Linked DNA regions of Delphinus delphis: region 1 is linked to region 2. The links are chromatin contacts, called in public Hi-C maps. All regions are on one chromosome and are shown on one strand. The core of a region is the stretch at or near the end of the contact, and the rest is flanking DNA. Distances in the headings are between cores, read along the strand shown. Region 1 holds the start of RESF1 (retroelement silencing factor 1). Region 2 holds the start of ETFBKMT (electron transfer flavoprotein subunit beta lysine methyltransferase).

What was found. Hi-C and Micro-C count contacts between places; a contact is called where the count stands out from the background.
Region 1: a Hi-C map of lung shows a contact between it and region 2, with 3 times the contacts expected there. The contact joins the promoter of RESF1 here to the promoter of ETFBKMT in region 2. A contact is called at or near these places in 2 of 3 Hi-C or Micro-C datasets (lung and muscle).

What each region holds. Positions count from the first base shown.
Region 1 is chr11:26,577,550-26,581,187 of mDelDel1.2, forward strand. It overlaps RESF1 (retroelement silencing factor 1), which reads left to right and starts at 2,274. Exons shown (of 4, transcript XM_060024559.1): 1 at 2,274-2,356.
Region 2 is chr11:26,322,873-26,327,021 of mDelDel1.2, forward strand. It overlaps ETFBKMT (electron transfer flavoprotein subunit beta lysine methyltransferase), which reads left to right and starts at 2,055. Exons shown (of 4, transcript XM_060024550.2): 1 at 2,055-2,135; 2 at 3,674-4,066. The coding sequence starts at 3,741.

The sequences.
Region 1 (3,638 bases), core at 1,024-3,523, 250 kb after region 2:
GATTGAGATAGCATCTATAGCCAAAGTAATTTGACTAAAGAGAGACTTTCTTTTGAATATTGTGAAACACAGAGAGAGGATCTGTAATTTATGATAGGGGACATAGCATAGAACAATCTAATCTTTTGGGGAATCTTTCCCCAGCCTGACCAGTTGGATAACAAATTTCTTTGTTTAGCATACTGAATTATAAATACCTTAAAGAGAAGGCAACTTAAAGTCCAGCCCCTGATTAAACAACTTTCAGGTTCTAGAGAGTGTGTCCTCCCCTTGCAAGTCCCCTTGCTGGTGACCCTTCAGGCCTGCTATATTGACAAATGTCAGTTGTACTTTAGGAGTGGTGGAAAGACCACACTTTCGGAAAATCAGACAAGCTTTATTCATCTAAAGGAGACAGGAGAAAGTCAGCACAAACAGGGGCAAGGATACACAGCAGAGAGATCAGCTGCTTCATTTCAGAATGAGTTGTAGCTTCCCGGGCATTAAATCTTGCTGGGCATTAAGCCATCCTTAGGCTATATAGGAGTGGGGTTCATGTCAGACTTTCTTGCAACAAAACTCCCTGTTTCTTGCATTCACTTCTGTTTGCTGACCTGTGTGGCTTAGGCTCTGGAAAACCCCATATCTGAGCCAAGGACACCACCCCATGTTCTGAGAGCTGCTTTTAGTTATGTATTAGCTCATGTAACTATCTCAACGATCCTATGAGGTAAGTGTTAGTGTTATTTTCAATTTACAGATGAGAAAACTGAGCAGAGACAGGTTAAGTGATTTCCCCAAAGTGAGTGCAGAGCCATGATCTCCACCTCAAGAGGGCAAAGGACTACCCCGCCCTACATATTACAAGAACTAACCAACTCTGCCCTTTCTCATTCTTATTCACTCAGATTGGATTCCCTTGTTTACTTTGTTGACTTTAAAAATAAAAGTTATTTTACCAGCAAAAATGGTTTTTTTTCGGGAATAGCAGAGGAATTGTAACAGAGAAGAACAAACCTGATACCTTTAGCTCTAACCTTTGCGCTCTGTTGCCACATTGCCTGTGCTTAGTCATGCTGGTTCTACACCTTTGTCCAAAAAAATGCTGCCTAGAGTCTGAAATGTACTTGATAGCCATTCTCAAGGCTCTGCCTTCTGGGTTTGACCTTTAAAGGTTTAAGACTTTTCATTTACATAGAGATAAACAGTTGCAGAACAAAGAATAACATTTGTCTTGTTGGAGGTTTACAGGAACATGGTGATCAGACCTTTGTGGACAGATACAAGAAGAAAGGATGCTCACATCCCCTCCAGGGTCTGGCCTGCACCAAGAAGTCTGCAACAACCAACCACACCCCCTCCCCCTTTAGTATTAAAAGAAGCTTGAATTCTAGCTCCGGTAAGATGTTTCTTTGGGACACTGGTCTGCCATCTTCTCCGACTGCTGTCTTTCTGAATAAAGTCGCTATTCCTTACCCCAACACCTGGTCTCTCGATTTATTGGCCTGTCATGGGGCAAGCAGTATCACTTTGCACTTGGTGACCGAATTGCAATTTGGGTCAAGCAAACTATAGCAAAAGCTATAGGCAAGTCCAACAAACAAAGGAAAGTTACTTTATAGAGAAAATGGAGGAATTTGGGGGGGGTTCTTATGAAGGAAAGTGCATGGTGAAAAGTGAGGGTGATGACAGTTTCTCATTGGCTGAGTTGCTGGGGTAGTCTGTTTCTTGTATGAACTGCAATGTACATCTTGCTCTTTGGGGCCTGTAATTGACAATTCCTTCTGTAATTGACTGGGAGTGGTACTGTACTGCATGAGAGCTCCCCCTTCTGGCCTCCCAACTCTATTTTGGTGAGGTTTCCCTTTATTAATTTTCACAACTTTCTCCTGTAGAAATCCCCCAGCAAAAAGAGTCTATTTCCTTTTCTTTTAGGAGGTTTCTCTGCGTTAATGGATGCTCCCCCTTGTTAGGAATTTTCAGCCCGGAGTTAGACTTACTGAATTGGCAATTTTGCAGATGGTGCTCTTCAGTCCCTTTTTAACAAATCCTTCGAAAGAATCTGATGCAAGTTAAAGGCGGAGAGCCACTGCTGGAGTTTTCTTCCTCAGATACGTGAACTAGCTTTGCAAGTTTGGGAGATGACTGGGGGGCGGGGCTGGCCCCGGACGCTACTTCATCCGATCGGCACTAGGACCCCGGCGCCGGGGACCGGGTCTCGCAGCTGCCGTTGCGCCCGGGGAGGGGTTGTACTGTTCCGGGAGCCGGGCCTCCAACTCGACCCGCCCCTGGAGGCGGACCCGAGTTGACTTAAACTCTGGGGCTGCCAGGCGCTGCGTTTTCCTCCGCTCGCCCTGGCTGGGTTGTGTGCCCGTTGGTGAGTTGGGGGTGGGGGGGCTTGGTTCCCGGCCGGCACTCGCACATCTTCTCTGGTCTTGGCTGGGCTGGGGGCACCGGGAGTCCAGGCGTCTGCGGGCGGGGCTGGGCGTGCGGCGGTGAGCGCTTTTGTTCTGTGGCGGGGACAGAGTGGCGGCTGCAGGGGCTCCGGGGGCTCGGGCCTCGGGCCCACGGTGAACGCGCCCCGCTGGCCGCCGCCCAGAGCTGGGCGGGCCCGCTGGGCTCGGCTTGTTGCCCTCCCACGGCGCGGGGCCGGCCCGGAGGAGCCGCGGACTCAGAGCCTGACCCAGAGGGCGGCGCCTCGCCGTGTGTTTTCTGTGGATCGCCTTACTCTTCACCGTAGAGGTCGCGGGTGCAGACTGCGAGGACGCATTTTGTTAAATTCCAAGGCGATTGGTTAGGCTGGATGTGAGAGTGGCTTATGTTGTTATTGATTTCCTGTCGCTGGCTTGAAAAAAAGATCTTTGTTTTGCATTTATTTTTCTAGTGTTTTCTTCCTCCCCACCCCCATTATGCAGAACCTCCCGAAACAGAATTGCTTCGCTTGCATCTCCAAGTGGCCCGCGAACGCGCTTGTGCCGGAGACGTTTTCTGTTCCTCTGCAATAGTTAGTCCCTCGAGGCATTTTTAAATGCACAAATGCGTACAGATTTTAGATGTTCTCGAGGGACGCGAATTCCCTAAGCAGATGACCTTAGGATCCTGAGTTCAGCAAGCTTCCGGAGAATCGTTTCACTGAAAACAATTTGTAATACTTCTAGTGCCTGTAATCAAAATAAGGAGAACAGCAAGTGATGGGGATGAGCTTGGGTGCATTTAAATAGGCGGGTCGCAGAGCTTGTTTGGGGATTTTTCTGATTAATGCGTTAGCTGTAAACCACAGTTAAGTTTTAGTATTATTATGCATGAGTTAAGGTTTTACTTATTTTTTTTTTACTGTATAGTTGGCTTCTTGTTTACTAATCCAATAAAGAATTAAGTTAAAGTGTTGTTTAGCGTGATAAAATAATAGTGGCCCAGGAGGAGCGCACGTGAATTATCACTTAAAAAGTGAACGGTATTTTAAGGCAGACCCAGTTTGTTTCTGTTACTTTGCCTTCTTAATAAGAATTCAGTAAACTTAGTTTGCTTTTGGTGCAACCTTAAGGAACAGTTTGCACAGCAATGTCGTATCAAGTAAACAGATTAGTGTGTATTTTTATTACAAACTTAATGTGAACTTTATATAAATAAAATTCAACTATAATTTTCGTATTAAGTTA
Region 2 (4,149 bases), core at 805-3,304:
GCTATGCTTAAATTCTCTTGTCCTGCCTTAGAAAACATATATTTTATTTCATCATAGGTGATGGGGAAGGAGAGAAAGGGCACTTATGGGAGTGACTTTTTGTAAAGATAAATGTTTTTTTAGGAGAGTAGATAGGAGATATGATAGCCTTGAGACAATGTCTGTTTGGGTGTGGTGCCCACTTCTCAAGTCCAAGAAGATTAAAGTTGTTCTCAAGGAGGAGTTTTATGACAGTTGAGTTCTTTTGGGAGAGTCAGCTTTAGGCAGATAAGAGATTTCAGAAACTCTTTCGCTCAAAATAATTCTTGTGCCACAATGGCATATCCTAATCCCCTTCATTAGGAAGGTTTAATAATGTGCCCAAGGACATACAACTAATAAGTATAATTAAATAACTTGTTCAAAAAACGCTTAAAAACAAATTTGAGTACGGGGATAAATTATTTTTACTTGCACTTGCAAGAGTGTCCAGTTATTAGAGAATTGGCTCGTGTACAAAAATGTAGGCACATATTTAAAGGCAAAAATCACAAGGTCAGATGATAGCTCAATTGTTATCAGACAGTTGATGGGTCTGCTTTGTTGCATTTGGGTCAATTTTGATAAAAGCGAGACAGTTCTTTCAATTAAAAAGAACAAAAGGGCGGGACTTCCCTGGCAGTCCAGTGGTTAGGACCAGGCAGCTCCCAATGCAGGGGGCGCCGGTTGCGGAACTAAGATCATCTCGCATGAAAAGTGGCGTGACCAAAAACAAAAAACAAAAACACCACCAAACAATAGAAAAGAAAATCCACGTTTGTTTCTCAGGGCTTACAGTCTGTTTCTCTTGGCTTATCTGGTTTATCTTATCTTGTAGGAATGTAAGGCCTTTTTTTGGACTATGGAATGAAAGTTTCAGAAAAAACCATTTCAGCTGCACTATAGAGAATGGGATAGAGGAAGGCAGGATTGCAGAGAGACCAGTAGCAGGAATTCAAGCAAGCAATCATAAGGCAGAGGCAGGAGGGATGGAGAGAAGCAGATCGATTTTAAAACTATCACTGGGATAGAATACAGAAGCTGGTTAAAAACAATAATCCTTGATTTCCCTGGTGGCGCAGTGGTTAAGAATCTGCCTGCCAATACAGGGGACACGGGTTCGAGCCCTGGTCCGCGAAGATCACACATGCCGCAGAGCAACTAACCGTGTGCGCCACAACTACTGAGCCTGCGAGCCACAACTACTGAAGCGCCCCGTGCCTAGAGCCCCTGCTCTGCAACAAGAGAAACCACCGCAATGAGAAGCCCGCGCACGGCAACAAAGAGTAGCCCCCCGCTCGCCGCAACGAGAGAAAGCCCATGCGCAGCAACAAGACCCAAGGCAGCCAAAAATAATGTGGCTTGATTGCTCATCCATTAAAAAAAAAAATCCTTAGACAAATTGATTTTTCAACCGGGGGTGGGGAGTGGGGAGTGGGGGGTGGGCGGCATGCGGGATCTTAGTTCTCTGACCAAGGATGCAACCGCGCCCCCTGCAGTGCAAGCGTGTAGTCTTAACCACTGGACTGCCAGAGAAGTCCTTAGACAAACTGATCTTGAACATCTATTAAGAATTATTACTAGCAAGAGAATCAGTGAGTGTTATTGACAGGAGAAGTTACAGTTGAAAAACAAAAAAGATTGTACGTGTAGGAAAATTATTATAAAAGGGATGACATATTATGATTTAATTCCAGTTGAATATAAGCGTCATTAAGGGTTTGTGCTGTCTCTTTTGCTCACCGCTCTATGCCCAGTGCCTAGAAGTGTGATTGACACGAAGCAGATGATCCACGGCTTCAGAGTGGATTTTTTAGAAATCAGTATTTGACATTCCCTTATTTCCCAAATGAGGTCAGGGCGCCGGCTGATTTCGCACTTCCTGTCCCTTTAAGAAGCCCAGGTAAGGGAGAGAAAGTGCTGCCGGGAAGGAGGGCGGAGCAGGAGGGCGGGGCGGGGACGCAGGGCGGGGGTGGGGGTGCTGGGTGTTGGGGCCCGGTTCTGGGGGGGAGGTGGGACCCAGCGTGCAGTTGTAAAGAAGGCGCGAAAAGAGGCGCAAAGGCGAGTGACAGACCTGCCCTGTGCTTAGCTTCCCGGGACGGTGTTAGCACAGCCAGGTAAGGAGAAAAGGAGGACTGTGCCTGCCCCTTTAAGACTGACTCCCGTCCTCCTTCGAGGGAAGTTACGTGATAACACTTTGTAACTTGCCCCTTTAAACCTGTCTTCTCACCGTACCAGTTAATCCAGGTACCAAGTGTCCACCGCATAATCACATATTCATAACGGATGCTTCATTGGTGCTGGCGTGGGCGGGGCATCATCGGTCTGCATGACAGGGTGTCCAAAATCAATCATCTTGTATTTGCTCTGCTGTCTTTTCAAACCTTAGGCTCGTGAGATTCAAGGGCTGACCCAATCCTTCCCTACACGATTAGTCCAATGAGGTCAGGCCGTTAGAGACCCGTAGATTACAAGGAATAAACGTGGGCTGCACCCACTTAAGGTCTGTCCTTGGTTCACAGACAGACATTTTGCCCCTCCTCGTGTCTTGGTATTTTAACTAACTGCCCACGTTTAAAAGTGGGAGTTTATGGGTAAATAGCTGGATTGTTTTGAGAAATTGAAAGATCTGGCCACGTGTCCCCTGGCTGGGGACTGTTTTGAAATAGTTTCCAGTTTGCCACAGCCCTTCTGTGATCTAACAACCAGCCTGCATCACTCATTTATCACCGGTCTGGCCCTGGGTAGGCATTTGAGTTTGGGGCCCCTACTCTAAGTACTTGGGTGGATGTAAGACTATTTATATATTTATGCAGAACAGATCAGAGGTCCCAAACAACTGGGTGTATAATTTGTGCTTAAACTGCTCTTCCTCATTCTTATTTTCATCAAGGTGTCTTTCTATTAAGTCCAGGTTTGGTAAAGATGACTCATCAGAGGTATTTACAGAAAGAGATTTGGGAGTTGATATTCTTTTATTACAATTAAATCCATAGTTTTTTGTTTGTTTTGTTTTTGTTTGTTTTTAGGAAAACACCTGAATCTTGATTACATTGATGTTTTATGCTAGGACTATCTTTATTGAGCAGCCAGTATAATTTGTATATCTCTAACCACAGTTACAATTTGGTAATCTGCATAATCTTGGCTAGACTTCATAAAGGCAAGAACTGTGTTTGCCCTGATAATTGCTCTATTCCATCACTAGAATCTAAGCTTCCCGAAGATGGGGACTTTGTTTATTTTGTTCACAGTTGCCAAGCACAGTGCCTGCTTAAAGGTAAGTGATTTATTAAATGAATGAAAGAACTTTAAAGGTATACCTTATTTTATGTAAAAGGCGTGTTCCTGAGGATTCTCTCAAAATCAGATGCTTGTATATTTGTTGTTATAAGTTACTAAAAAGGATTCTGTTGTGGAAAGGCATCTTTTAGAAGATTGGATTTTCCTAAATTAATGCACCAACGCTTTCACCTAAAATGAACTTGCACTTGTGCAGCATCTGCTACAGAGCTAACACTAACATTTTCTTACTATGCAATAGGATTTGGAAGTGTTGGTGAGCCTTGGAGTTTTCAGTATTATTTATGTTTTTAGAGGTCCAGAGATTCCAGTTGAGATCAGTTTGGCAGCCAGACCCTTATTCTTTCCCCAGGAAGGAGGAGGAGGAGCAGCTGTTATTAAGAGCAGCACCAACAAACCTGTGCTTTGGGACAGGACCGATGGCCTTGAGCTCAGGTTGGAGAGCGTTTACATCATTTGCCATGAACTGCTGTGGTGTCCTTCGGAAGGCTGTGAGAAGCAGCCGTTTTCCTTTGTTTCCCTGGGGCCACTGCCCCTGGAGGGGAACCGGAAGCTTTTTGGACCCTGAGATGAAAGCTTTCCTGGAGGAGAACACTGAAGTCACCAACCGTGGTAGCCTCACCCCTGAAATCCAGTTGCGGCTTTTGACCCCCAGATGCAAGTTCTGGTGGGAGAGAGCTGACCTGTGGCCCCACAGTGATCCTTACTGGGCAGTCTACTGGCCAGGAGGCCAAGCCCTGTCTAGGTACGGCCGTAAGTGAAGCCGGAACCTTTAGGGCTCCGCATATCCTTACTCTTTTCAGCCCCTTCCAATGCCTTGTTCTCCCT